Regions from separate parts of the Mus musculus genome. Here region 2 is linked to region 1. A link is a contact called in public promoter capture Hi-C data. All regions are on one chromosome and are shown on one strand. Each heading gives the region's core, a stretch centred on a gene start, on an enhancer-like site or on the middle of the called end of the contact. The rest is flanking DNA. Distances are from core to core; before and after follow the strand shown. Region 1 holds the start of Plscr2 (phospholipid scramblase 2). Region 2 has its middle 140 kb from the start of 1700034K08Rik.

What was found. Promoter capture Hi-C pulls out the DNA fragments that hold promoters and counts their contacts.
Region 2: a promoter capture Hi-C map of the C10 cell line shows a contact between it and region 1, with 3 times the contacts expected there. The contact joins the enhancer-like site here to the promoter of Plscr2 in region 1. A contact is called at or near these places in 5 of 39 promoter capture datasets (the 3T3-L1 cell line, the C10 cell line, cranial neural crest and 1 more) and 1 of 115 datasets of contacts at active chromatin or transcription factors (extraembryonic endoderm stem cells).

The regions. Positions count from the first base shown.
Region 1 is chr9:92,272,528-92,279,858 of GRCm38.p6, reverse strand. Plscr2 (phospholipid scramblase 2) reads right to left here and starts at 4,257. Exons shown (of 8, transcript NM_008880.3): 1 at 3,846-4,257. Plscr1 (phospholipid scramblase 1) reads right to left here. Exons shown (of 9, transcript NM_011636.2): 9 at 7,298-7,331.
Region 2 is chr9:92,862,051-92,869,381 of GRCm38.p6, reverse strand. No RefSeq gene overlaps it. Among named protein-coding and RNA genes, the nearest start is that of 1700034K08Rik, 140 kb to the left of the region's middle. Within about 2 kb of position 3,416, at least 9 of the 459 cell types and tissues checked have an H3K27ac peak or open chromatin away from gene starts, as enhancers often do.

The sequences.
Region 1 (7,331 bases), core at 3,008-5,507:
GGGGAAATATAAGGAATATGGTCCTCGAGATGGTCTCATATACTCATCAAGGCTGACTTGATGAAAGACACATTATTTTATTGTGAGTTCTACATTAACCAAGGGAAGGAAGGGCAAGATCATTTCAGGAAGGCATTTTCTTTTTCTCTTTTGACGAGAACCTTAAAACTCTAACATGGCAAAATCTTTTGTTAAACACTTGATAGATACACATTTAACTTAAAAAAATATTTAGAGCAAAAGCACAAAGCATCATGTTTGGTGTTCACTTAAGTCAGTGCTATGGAAATATACAAAGGTATGCATCTGAGGGCTTGTAAGAATAGACTGATTAATTACAATTATATTTTTTTAATTTGTGTGACTACAGTAAGCTTTGTGTATATAAAATGTACACAGAAGCAGAAAACTGTCCAACTGAAATGCATTCTACATATATAATATGTGTACCAACAAGCCTAATATTTAGCTTTCCCAATGGCTATATGGGAAAAATTCATAGCATTGGATATTTTTGCATACATCTTCTCTGTTGTTGAAATATTGACATAGGCATTGGATTCTGTAGCATAAATACAAAAATGCATGGCTGAATGCCAGCACTTGAGAGGCAGAGGCAGGGGAATCTTAGAATTGGATTCTAGCCGTGTCTACAGAGTAAATTCCAGAACAGGCAGGGTTACAGAAAGAAACACTGGTCAAAAACTCAAAAATGAAAACCAAAACTAAAACCAAAACCAAAACTACAAAACAAAGCCAAACATTTCAGAAGAGAATAGGTAAACAAAATTAACTTAATAGGGAGAAAAACGAAAGGATTTACAGTGTCTGTCCATGATGGAGAAGAGAAGACCTTCTGTGAATACAACCCATTTTCACTGATTGGCTCAAACAAGATGCCTTGGAGTTCCCTAGACCAGTAGGCTAGTGTTCTTCAGTTATCTGATTTAGCATTATCTATCCAGTTAAACCTCTGGCTTTGACTCTCGTGCCATATGGAGTTTTCAGAAAGACCTGAAATTGGTGGCTGGCCCATGATGGTTAGCAATTTTCTAAAAGCCTTTGGGTGAAGAGTCCAGTGAACCAGAGGTAGAAATGGGTAGGAACCCTTTTGATCGTGACATGCGACATATTTAACCTGTGTGTAAAGTTTTAATCTTCCCCAATTTTTAATAAGACATCATTCTTCATTGATACTGCTTGGCTAATGAAGGTTCTGAAAACTTCCAACAAATGTTAACAACAATTCAAAGATGACTGACCATTATTTTCACTTTGCCTCTTTGTCAGAAAAGTACACCTAATGGCAAATCATCAATGACTTCTATAAGGAATATAGGCAAGTTTTCCTTATTTTATATTAAAATTTTCAAATTTTAATTTTTTATTTTCAGTTGAGTTAACAGTTGAATTAAGATTATAACGTTTGTACTGTAGATCTATACATATGTACGGTAATATTTCTTGTCTAGTTTTAAGAAGATCTCATCTTTTGGCTTGACTAACTGAGAAATCTAATGCAAATTAGGACCCAAGAGCATGCTGGGAAGTTGGAAATATGTAAAAAAGAAATGCTGTGTGTCAGGTGGATCTTAAGTCGTTGGTGGTCTCTGCCCTATATGCACCTAATGGGAATAAATGAGGGTTACATTTCCAAGTGGCAACCGCCCACTCTTTACACAGAACAGATTCTAAAATATGTTCACTGATGCACGTTCCTGCTCCCTTCTTCCTACCCTGTTACTTTACTATGAGTCTTAACATAAGAGAGTCAGGAGGAGCACCTATTGACAAAGGGCTGCAGAAAAGAGCCGAGTGCCTTTATTTGGTCACTTCATTATCCCTGCGAACCCTCCCTGGACAAGCCTGTGCTTCCTTCCTCACTGTTCCAGATCATCTGCTTTCCTCCACATAACAGATACTAAACCGATGAGGTAAAAGTAACTATTGATAACATTTAGCTCCCTAGTCACACGAACTAAAATGATTAAAATCCTTTGTGCTTATTTGCTCAGTTCACCAGAAGACACACACACACAAAACAAACTACATCCATCAAGTTTTAGGGAGATTCTTAGCAACTTCAATCAAGGCATCTTTCTTATGAAGGACAGAACAGCCTTTTAATTGGATCTGTTCTCCTGGCCATGTTAATTCTCCTAAGGTAAGAAACAATTTTAAGTGTTTAATAAAACAAAATTTAGAATAATAAACAAACATTAAATAATTAAATATAAATAAATAAATAATAAAAACTGTTTATTTTAATTAACACCCAGACATTCAAGCTGAGTGATATTAATCATAAATTGTAGAGAATGGGCATGCACACACATATTTATACAAACATTTCTTATTTAAGTATTTAAATATTTGACATAATAAAAGCCAACTGTCACCTAGTCCTTTATGGTAGCAGCAGCTACTCTAACAACCTATACTAATTGATGTAAAATCAATTTAACCTATTAGGTCTTGTACTAGACTTTAACTTGTATTCGTAATAGAATTTGTTGCGTAATTTGTAAGAGTAGCTGAAACAGTATACATGGAGACTGGTCCAGAGTCTGCGGATGTGAAGGAGTTGAGAGAGGGTCACACTCAGGCAGCCTGAGTGGGCAGTGTGGGCACACACAGTCTGCTCTGTCTTTTCTGAGCTCTTGGTACTATAAAATGCCAAGCCTAGTTTGGGTTCCAATTAATACTTATCCTTCAATAGCTAGCAGGCTTTGTGATATGTTTCTCTAATCCCCCTCCTCGATGGCCTTGATTAAGGATTGCACTTAACTGTGAAATGGTATTATTAAGTTGAACTGGGGCCTCATGTGATCTTTTCAGACAGGATGTGGTATGGGATGCTAGGTAGGAGAAAAATAAGTAGAAAAGAGCCATCTACTACTTCCCAGGTATTATTTATGGCATATGCAACTCCATTATCTTCTCATTTGGTATCATAAGTGGCATAGCTCCTGGCTTAAAGCACCCTGTACAAATGGTATAGACTCTGGCCAGGGGGATAACAAGCAGAGGCATAAGGTAATAGCAGTCACTAGACCAGAAATGATATTCGTAAAAGGTTAATAAAATATGCTGCAAGAAAGAGGCAAGCAGACTCTCAAAACACCCTCTTAAAAGGGAATGTGTGTCTAACTAAAACCGATAAGAACAATTACTGGCCTTAACGCTCCTGCTTTGTCTATAGATATGCGGGTACTCCACTTGCTTGTTAAATAATATGGTTTATAGCTATAACTGTCTTTTGAGAGTGGCCCTTGGAGGTGAGCTATCTGGGCCAAGTTACTCTTGAACGTATGTGTGAGACCTCCCAGGTACTGGTTCCAACTGCCAGCTGTCAAAGTCTGATTACTCAGTCATGAGGAGTCGCTGTACTTTCGGCCTCTTTGTGTCTAAAATTAACGGGGTTGTTTGTTTGTTTTACAAAAGTACAAGAGGTGCCTCTGACCTCCAATAAGTTAAGAGCCTTCTCCTAATAAAACAGGAAATTTTGTTTACAACCAAGAGGCTTGAAATGGAAAGAAATAGAACACATAAAGGCAATATCCACTGGACAAGTGAATAACTGGCTGGCTGCTTGTTACAAGATACAGGAAAATAACCCGAAACTCCTACCTGCCCACAGACAAACCTGACTGAACTACATTTTACCTCTCCAGGCAGAGGTACTTCCCTTGCCCGTGTGCCCACCTCCCCTTCCCAGTCACCTTCTTGGTCACCTTTCCTAACTTCCAGCTTAAATCTCCACCCTCAGATTTCTCTTCGCAGGGCTTATAAAAGTTCTGGGTCCGGTGAAGGTCATGGATCTCTTTAGAGGGCATCTGGCTTACCTTTCTCATGCAGCTCCAAGTGAGGCGAATTCCTAGAATCCTAGCACCAGCAGCGACTCAGCTCTCCAGACTCCTCTCAGAAAGGCATAGGTGCTGCACTACTCCACTAGACTAAAGTCAGGGAGAAAAAGCACCTGGACTTTGAGGCAGTTTAGGTTTTGTTTCCTGAGTCTTTAGATTTCCTTTTCCTGACTGGAAAGATACGCAACCAAATTGAAACCCTGTCTGAGTTCTAAGTCCTTTGAGAATTGTTAGCTGCTCCTGGCAGAGGCTCTCAGTAGAAATGAATATCTGGTCTGTGCACAGTTCTGGAACGCCAAAGGAACACTTACTGGCATTCCCTTTACTCTGACCTCCACTGCATTCTTCAAATGCTGGCACTGATTCAAAAGGAGACTCAGGAATGCTTTCCCTTCCTTCTTGTTTTGTTTTGTTTTGTTTTGTGTTAGGAGAGTCAGAGTGCATATCCCGATAGTTCTCAAATGCCTAACTTCTTCTACTGAGTACCAGCAGGAGCCGGTAGGACCACCAATATTATTTTTCCTTATTATATTTTTGTCACAATCTTGGGACAGTTGTTCACATTCAGGTGAATGAGCCTCTTTGAGACGGAGTCTCCCTATGACTGTTATGGGTCTGGGGTCACTCCGAGATTCACCACCACCACAGGTAAGTTTTAATAAGAGGCTTTATTAAATACTGCCACTCGATATTCATGGCACCAGAACGGCAACCCAGAGTGCTCTCCAGATGCAACAGCTAGTCATATCAAGCCAAACCCACAAGACTGCTTGTGTTTTGTCTACCTGGAGGCAGAGTCTAATTTTAACATATATGTCTTGTAGATGTTCTAGTCATTGAGAAGAGTATGCAAGCTTGAGTACAAAAGCTGGAAATAGTCTCTTTAGTAGGTCTCAAACCAGAGACAAAGGGCTGAGTTCCATTAACATATGAAATTGAATGCTGGCTACCTGGTTCTCCCTGCATCCCTCACTCCCTACCCGTTTCAGGGCCTGACTGCCATATTTGGTTTGGTACCCTAAATTCTCCTCCAGCCAACAGGCTGGGCTGCTCTTCCCTATAAAATCCAATCATGTAAGTTACCTGGATGTTTTTTTGGTTTGCCTTGCTTTTTGTTTGGTTTGTGGTTGTTGTTTTTTAGGTGTTTTCCTTGTTTGTTTGGTTTGTTGTTGTTGTTTTGTTTTGTTTTTTGGTCTATCCTTTACCCTCTTGGCCAGTCTCTTGTCCCCGGCTATCCCCTCCTTAGTTGGCAGACCATCTCTTATCTCCCTTCTACTGCCTTCCTCTTCCCCTCCCCTCTCCTCACATGGCCCAGCTCAGCCTGTCTGTGTGGTGCACTCTGGACTCTCCCTTTTCAGTGCTTTCGTGACCTCTCAACCACAGTAAAGTCTAAACTTTAAGTGTACTTGTTAATCATCAGACACCTCACTTCCTGAGTTCGCTTTTCTTTCACACAAAGCTGGACTGTTTCTCCTGCCTCCCTTCACTGCTCCCCACAAAATGACTACAGAATTTTTAAAAACTCCTCAACAGATAAAAATTCTAGAGAGGGACTAGTAGAGCTCCTGATAGGCAGACAAAGGGGGGGGGGGAGCGGGGGAGCCATGACTACATAATGAAAGGCTTCTTCCTCACCCTTGATCAGAGGTGAAAACCAGTCAGCCTAAACCAAGGGCCTCAAAGAGGGTTTCTCCTCTCCTTAGCCTCTCATCCCCTCACCCCTGCTGATGGATTCTCTGGACAAGTTCACCAGATCAGATCAGGCCATGTTTATATAACAGTTGTGGACCGATCCACCATCCTGTCTATCTTTAAAATGACAAGCCCTGAACTAGGGGAGGAAGACTCTTCAGGGGAAAAAAAAAAAAACCAAACAACAAAAACGAGCTCTTGAGAAAAGTGGGTTTTCAACTTGGGCATCCCCTTCCCCTCCTGCTTTTCCAGGGTCTTTTCTTTCCTCTGTGTGTCTGCTCCAAATCTATTTTCCTTACCCCCAGTACAGGCCTCTCCTCAAGGGCTGCGTCCAGCTGCTTTCTGGAGATTTTTCCTTTTTGTACTTGTCAAGCTTGAAATTTTTCCTGCTATTTCATTCTTTTTTTTTTAATTAGATATTTTCTTTATTTACATTTCAAATGTTATCCCCTTTCCTAGTTTTTCCTCCGAAAATCCCCTAGCCCCTCCCCCTCCCCCACCCACCTATCTCATTCTTTAACTGGCATAGAAAATGGACCCCATGGAGAACCCTAGATGGAAACAGTCGTCCATAGCCACGGTACAGATGCTACTGCAGAAGGAAGGACTGAGTGTGCTCATAACTGACAGATGGAGAAGATGGCATACACACCATTTTAGAACTAGGCCTGACTTCAAAAGGAAAGCCATGCATTCCAAGAACAAGGCCATAAAATCCCCCAGGCAAACAGCGTGGGGATGACCACAAGGATGGAGATATATCTGTGCTGGGCAGCCTTATATGCTGTGTGTATCTCATTCTGGGGTTAAACATTCATGACACAAGAATGCAGTCCACTAACCACCTGGTCACAAGCCAGTCACAAACCAATCCATGTAACATCCCCAACACCCACCATTGAGGCTTTAGATTACCTAACACTAGCGAAAATTCCCCTAGAAAAGGGCCTGCATACCTTTGTCTGGAGTCAACTCTTTTTCTTTTTCCTTTCTTTTCTCTTCTTTTTTTATTTTTTGTAAGTGGCTGACCTCTGCATGCAGGCTTCTTGCTCTCTAGAAATAATAACACTCTTGCCAATTGCATCTGTGAGTGGTGGTCTCCGTGTAGCACTTTTGGACTTAACAAGACCTTAGCCAAGGATGTAGCTGAATTGGGAGAGTGCCCATCTCTCCCAAAGGTCCTGGGTTCTACCGGCAACACCCAGAGGTGGAGAAAACTGTAGGCAAGGGCACAGGGAAAGCACAGAACTCCATCACTTTGTAGGTAGAGGGGTTTAACGGGGAAATCAAACTTCCAGGTATGTCTTTGGAAAATTCCAAAAGCAAACGGGAGAGTGAACCTTAGGAGTTTGGAGGACAAGGCTTGTGAGCCAGAATAGCCTGGGAATTAGAGCAGGGCACAGGGACAAAGGAGCCCTGACAGCCTAAGAGCTAGATGGGGACTTTGGTCATCTGCAGGTTTGTTTGGGTTAATCAGGAACTAGAGGACCAGTTAGTGCGTGAATGAGGGAAGGAATTCTCTTCCTATCAAGTAAAATGCAGGCCCTTCCCAAGAATCTAGAACTCACAGCAGGCTACGGACTGCTGACTTTGGAGTTTTGTTTATCCACTAGCAATCCTAGGTTCTGGATTGCTCAGGGGCAACTGATGTAAGAAAAGAGAGCTAGTGCAGCATAAATTTTGGTTTCTCAAGAGGCAGGGAGATCAGCCTCTTAAGGACTGAAGCCCAAACCCTGTTTCCATAGGCTCTTTATTATTATACAAAGGGCACCT
Region 2 (7,331 bases), core at 2,167-4,666, 590 kb before region 1:
AAAATCTTTTGCTATTATACTTGATTTTTTTAAAAGAAGAAATTAAAACTGGGACAAGTGGGGTATTTCCTTTTCTTCCCGCAAGAGCTGGGTTTCAACATGGAGCCTCTTATTCAGATTTTAATGGTAGTAGATTCTGAGACTTATTTCCCAGCTACTTTGATCAATATAAAAGAACAAAAGTGAAAGATTTACTTAGCACAAAATGTCACCATTTTTAAATCAGTCTGAACCAAAGAATGTGTTCATTCAACATAGTACTGAAAGAAAGATGAAATTTCAAGACCTGTAAGTCATATAAAGTACTCAGAAATTGCTGGTTGTTTGTGAGCCTAGAGGCTGCCTGGGCTGAAAACAAAGAAAAACAAACCCAGGCATTCCTGGGAACAGCTTGACCAAAAAGATAAAGAGGAATGTGAGGACATAACAGGGCTATCTGAACTGAGTCAACAACTCACAGAACTCTGACACCCTGACCTGCATGTAATTTTTCTGCTGATGTTTGAATAAGCCAATAGTGTGTCGCTATGCTGAATTCCCCACCCCTAAGCCCTTTACCCCATAAAAACCCCTAGTTTTCGAGCCTCGGGGTCGAACCCACTGTCTCCTGCATAAGATAGGTTTCGATCCCGAGCTCCGCCATTAAACTGCCTCATGTGCTTACAGCAAGAAGGATTCTCATGTTTCTTTGGGCACTCTCTCTCTCCCGAGTCTAGCGGGGGTCCCCGAATGGGGGTCTTACAGTACCTGTACATTTCTTGGTTTGTTTTGAGACACAGTCTTATTACACAACTCAGGCCTGCTTCACTTGTAGTTTCTTCCTGTCACTGTGTTAGAAGTGCTGGGATGACAGGGAGAAGCATTCTCCTGCCCAGCTCAGCATTTGATGTGGGCACAGATTTCTGAGTAGCTACAGTATCATGGGAGATGTTTGTATGGAAGAAAGGATCACTCTTTCTTTCTTTCTGTTTGCCTTAGGAATTCCTTTCTCAGTGAAATTTAATGTGTGCATGTATGTGTGTGTGTGTGTACCCAAAGTACTTTTTGTGCAAAAGCTGAAGTATATGTTTCAAGTTTTAAAAATGCTAATGAACTAGATGTTTGGAAATACAACAGACTTATGCTTATGAAAATGAAGTGAATGTTTATATTTCATTCAGCTAACATGAAAATTAAAGGTCATACAGGCTGACAACAAAATCATCAGCTAGGAATTTTTCTTAAACAAAAGAAAGGTCAGAGTATTTTAGTTATTAGATAAATAATTTTTAAAATGGAATTGAAGTTCAAATCTGTCCTGCTAAATAAGAAGTAACATGATATTTTCAAGGCCTGTTTGTACTATGATAAAATAGAATCCATATTTGTTGCTTCATATAAGCACTATATCTGCTCAAAAACTCAAAACCAGTAAACAAAATAATAGAAAATTAATATTACGTTGACCAGCTAATAAGTTCAATAAGTGTAATCTGATTATTTTTTAGTTTTATGCTACCATTTAATATTATTGATATACATGTGAGTTATAAAGTAGTTAAATGTTGCTTTATATGACTTTGGCTCTGTCTTCCTATAAATAAAAGTCTCTATGGCAAGGGATATAGAGAGCCAGATTGCTTCAGGGAACTGGGACTCACCTATGGGATTGAACTCAGTAATGTCTGCTCAGCCAAGCAGTACAAATCTGGTCTGAAGCACTCTAAATGAAGAGAGGCCTCAGAGCATATGACAAGAGTTTCTGATAATGGCCTCATATGGCTAAAAATTCTCATTTCAGAGCATTCCAAATGCTGAGGTCCAAGGATCAAGAAATGATGAGAACCATGAGCCCATGAGTTTTCTGGGTCACAAAAAGTACAGACAGTCTTAGAAATCACTTATAAATGTTTCTGGTCAAGGCTGGGGCTTAATAAAAGTCATCTCCAAATACAACTCTGAGTATAACCCACAATATTGGGAATACTGAGTTCAGTATATTCAGTCCACTTGAACCAGGTAGGCAGCATATGAGGTAGTGAGATAATAGTGTCAGGTCCATACGGAAGACTGGAAAGCAGCCCTTGTACCCTGCATCAAATATTGAATTAAACATTAGGAAAGGAGACATGAGGACTAAGTAACACCTCCACCTTCAAGAATGACAATATAGTAGAGGTAACTGCTGGGATAAAATTGGACTTTGTAGAAAATAATAGATTGCTATGAGGGCAGCATGTGAGATACTCAGACAAAGATGCACTGTCCTTCCACAATGTCAGAATTAATCGAATAACCATAAACTCACAAGAAACCTCAGGTCCAATGGCAACGATCTGACAACCCCACTTTTCCTTGGAAACCTGGCATAGACAAACACAGGTTGCTTTATTTGCATCTTAATTATTAAATCCAGATCTCAGGGCACGATAAATCTTTCTGCCTAGCTACATGAATGTCGGTTATGGAATAAAGGCAAAGAGCTGAGGCTGAGGCAGGGTTTCCAGGGGTTTCCATGGGGTTCCAGCAGTAAGCTGATAGAAATGTAAATAAGGTCTCTACCGATGAGGCTTCAGGGCTTCAGGGAAATGCTACTGCTGTAAATCGGGCTGCTGAAGCTCATGGGCTTGAGAGCAGAGCAGTAAAGAGAAGTCCTGGTGCAGCAAGAAAGACACCATAATAGGTCCAGATGAAGAAATAAAAGGATGGATGGATGGATGGATGGATGGATGGATGGATGGATGGATGGATAACAAGCCTAGACAGAAGAACAGAAGTATAGGCAGATGGCTGTTGAGAAGACAGCATCAACACTTGGAACTCTTGGAACTGGGCCAAACTGAGGCACCCCGCACTCCCTTCCCCCCCCTCCCAGGAGGGGAGACTAACTGGGACTTGCACCAAACTGATACACCCAGGATAATCTGGAGATCTCTGTTTCCTGTCCTTCACACACACACGATGGTTAGATAATAGATCCACGGAGACAGATGGTTTTAGATCATTATCACAGAATTGGTTGTTTACTTTTTACTGGAGTCCAAGTGAGAAATCGACTCCCTTTCCTTGGTCTGATGTGTATGGTAAGTTGTTGGACCTGGTAACTATGCTATGCTTTGGATATACCTACGTGCTTCTATTATTTCTGTTCACTTAAATACTTTAGGTTGGAATTCTTTCTACTCTTGGGAATAAGGCATTTATTTATCAGTGTGTAGCATAGCTGGTACAAGACAGTCGATATTGTTCGTGTGTCTACTCAATGGCAGAGTCATCTTACATCATCAAGGTAGAATTAAACCTATTTATACAATGGGGTCTCTCAAGGCCAGGACCAGCCTGAAAAACCAGTTTTCTGGAGTAACTTAGAGCAGCCAAGAGCCTTATCTCAATATAAATCAACAGAGATAACCTTGGGGAACCACTTTATGTTTCGTAATCTATATCTCTGTAGTGGTGACATGTTGTAAGCCGACCCACGGCTTACATGAACTGGGTGTTTCTGGAAGGCAGGCTGGGACTGAAAGAGACTTAGACTGCGAGAAAAGATAATGAAGCCAAGACAAAGGTTCTGATCAAGGCCCCATAAACTGCTTGCCGTGGGTATTTCAGGGCCTGGGGCTGGTCCCTCCTCTTGTTTCCCGGCAATGGACAGCCAGTAATGTCTGACTTGGATTTACACACCATAGCCCAACGGTTGCCCTTCCTGCACCGAGGACAAACTCCTGGAACACAGCCGGCTTGCCCACTCTCAGCACCTTTATTCTTAGGACAATCACTTTTAAAATGACCCAAACTTCCACACTTAAAACATGCATTAGTGACATCTAAACAGGATCTTGATATAGCAAGGAGTTTCTATGCAAGGAATATAAGGCAGCATATTCCATATAGAAACTGGAAGGTAGAGAGGACACAGGATTCTGTTGCAGTAAATCTCCAACCCAAATATGCACCCGCAATGAAAACACAACTCAATTAATATGAATACATGCTGTACGCCTAGATTGGGCAGATCTACCACTACACTACCATCTTCCACATCTATGAGACCTCTTAGAACTTGCAGTTTCTCCAGGCCATGTGCTTCTGCTCTGCTTTTCTTCTTCCTCCTTCTCTGAGTCCTCTCCCTCTTCCATTTTCTTCTTCTTCTCCCTCTTCCCCCCACCTTCCCTCCACCTTCCTTTTTATCTGCCCAATCATCAGCTGTCCTTTATTTTACAAATTAAGGTGGGAAGCAGGTTTACAGGAAATCACCTGTGAGTGCTTACTCATTCCTTGTTCGAAGCCATTCACAAGAGAACGGAATTAATATCAAATATAATTAGCCCCAGGGCTATCCACAACAGGGTTCCAATCAGAGGAAAGTGTGAAGAAAACAAGGAGCTTAATAGGTTTAATAGGCCGTGATGGAGGATATTGCCTTCAATATTACAGGAAAAATGTTATGTATTCAATAATCATTATTTGTCAATTTGGAAAATTGAGAGATGCTACTTTTTCCATTGAATGTGGCAAACAAAAGTGTGGAGAGCTTGAGGTGAGAGAAGCTGAGATAATAATCGTTAGTGTGTATAAGCCTTTGAGAAAAGTTTCTAGTATTGCATGGCATAATGGGCTCTAAATTTGGATGCCCAGTCATGTAACAGGTAAAACAAAGACTTGCTGTTGGGCAGTGGTGGTACATGCCTTTAATCCCAACGCTTGGGAGGCAGGGGCAGCGGATTTCTGAGTTTGAGGCCAGCCTGGTCTACAGGGTAAGTTCTAGGACAATCAGGGCTACACAGAGAAACCCTGTCTTGAAAAAAAAATAATAAATAAAAATAAAAATAAAGAAAAGGAAAAAAACAAAAAACAAACAAACAACAACAACAACAAAGGACAAAGAATTGCTGAAAACCAAAGAACTGACTGGAACAAGGTGAGGTGACTACGAAGCTCCCACAGAGTGCAGGAACCAGGAAAGACTGTCCTTCTGAAAGGAGAAATGAGCAAATTACTAGGAAGAAGGCTCATATCTAATGTGGCATGTTAATTATAGGACCTAAATATAGTGAGACAGTCACTGTGATTTCAGAGGTAGGAAGGCTTAAGGTCAGGGGTATCTTCTGTCTGACTTTCCAATTATACTGACTTTCCAGGTAAATTTAGTAATGGCATTTTCTGTGGGAAGGCCTGACGATGAATGAGGGGACTAAATAAAACTTTAGGAATGATTTAATGACCAACAGAAAGAAAAGAGCAGGAGTTTTAAAACATTCCAAAGAATTTCAGATACTTCCAAATGAAAGAGAAACAGAATTCATTCTAACCTTCAGTTGATTTAGAACAAAAGCTTGATTATGGGGTAAGCCACACCTATTCTAACCACCATTTGTCATTCAGTAATCAATTCTCCTCTGCCATTATTTATAAAGTACACCTTTGTATAGAACAGACAGTATACCGTAATGGCGTTGCTATGTCTTAAGAAATACAGTGAACATAACTAGAACGTAAGTGAAAGAGGCATGCTAAACAGAGGATGGGAGCAGCATCAATGGGAGGAGAGGCCCTTGGTCCTGTGAAGGCTCGATATCCTACTGTAGGGGAATTCGAGTGGGTTGAGTCAGGAGTGGATGGGTTGGTTGGGGAACACCCTCATAGAAGCAGTGGGAGGGGCAGTAGGATGAGGGGTTTCCAAGGGGGGGTAACCAGGAAAGGGGACAAAATTTGAAATGGAAATAAAGAAAATATCCAATAATTTTAAAAAAGGAACATGCTAACAATTTCTAACTGTTAGAATGTAAGGAGAACAAACACACAAACATTTCCTTTATATGAGATAAAGGCAAGCTTCCCATTGTGGAGATGAGAAAGTTAAGATCACAAAAAACTGAAGACCTCACTCTAGATCATAACCAACAAGACACTCTGTTGCCTTATGCTCTCAGTCTAAGGCTATATAGCTCTGCTAAATGCAAGAAGTTTTGGAAATGTGTGGTTCAACTCTACCTTGTTATGGGTTTCATCTTCACCAGCTTCAGTGGGTCTTCCAAAAACCCTATTTAGATCCTTGAACACTGAACCTATGCAGTTGATGTAAGTGTTCCCTTCCATGGATCATGAGCTATTAAACAGTGGCTTGTCAAGCTAGACCACTGCCAAACCTGTCCTGGGTCTATCCTACAAGAATAGTCTTGAGAGTCACAGTGTTCAGCTGACATCTGAGGAGTCTGAGTGGCTATGGTAATTTCTTAAGAGGGTCACATTGGAAAGAACTCATCTCATCCTTCCACTGTAGAGCATTTCTGCCTTTCCTGTGCCAGAAAGAGTCTTCGAACACTCCGGAGTCTAATTCCTCATATCCAGTCCCTAGCAGCAAATCTATCTGCAGAATCTATGATTTCCATGTGTGTGTGTGTGTGTGTGTGTGTGTGTGTGTGTGTGTGCACCCCTTCACAGAATACTGGCTTTGTTAGTTTGTGACATTTTACAATAAAAACGTGAGTCAAAATATAAGTCAAACTCAGATTGGGTCCAAGGACAAACAAGAATTAAAGAGACTTCATTAATTATTTTCATGTAAGATTAAGAGATGCCTTTGCTTTCTTACAGAATTTATTCTAGATTTTTTTTCTATCTCTAAAAGTATGTGAATCTTTTTAGATGCTGTATGAGCCTCTTGCTACTGCAGTGACCCAAGAATGTCCTTTTCCAAAGCCTAAGAGTTGTTTTCTGTGAAATGTCATCAGGGGAAGAGCACCTCTCTCCTTATGTTGTGAGAAGACAGAACTAATTGCATTTAGTGATACAACCTCTATCAGAAAGACTGTAAGTTTGCTTCGGGTTTCTTTTTATCTTTTCTCCTGTTTTTCTTTTGTTGTTATCATTTTCCTTCTTACAAAACAAACTAACACAGGTGGTCAACAGATTACAGACAAATACAGTTGAACTCTGCAAAAATGCCTACTGTTTCTGGGTCTCCTTGTTTTTTATTTAATGTTTTTATCTTGAAGGCCAGTATGTGATGGGCATCAGTTCACAATATAGAGATGTGTATGTTCTATAGATTGTATCTTGATGCTTTCAGGAGCAAAGTTGGTTATTTCTTAACTATTTAGGGAGAGATTATTTTGAAATTAAGTATTTGTTTTCAACTTTATTTCCACAATAAGGGATCAATAGTTTAATTTTAAAACTTAGTTGGCTATTGTTTTACTAATTTCTTAATAATCATTTAGCAATTTTGGACTAGTTTTTATGTACAATGATTTATATCAGGTCCTCCATAGATCTAGAAATTACTGTCATTCTAGCAAATTTCAAAGAGAATTGTAACGATATTACTTCAGAAAGAGAATCATGAAGGA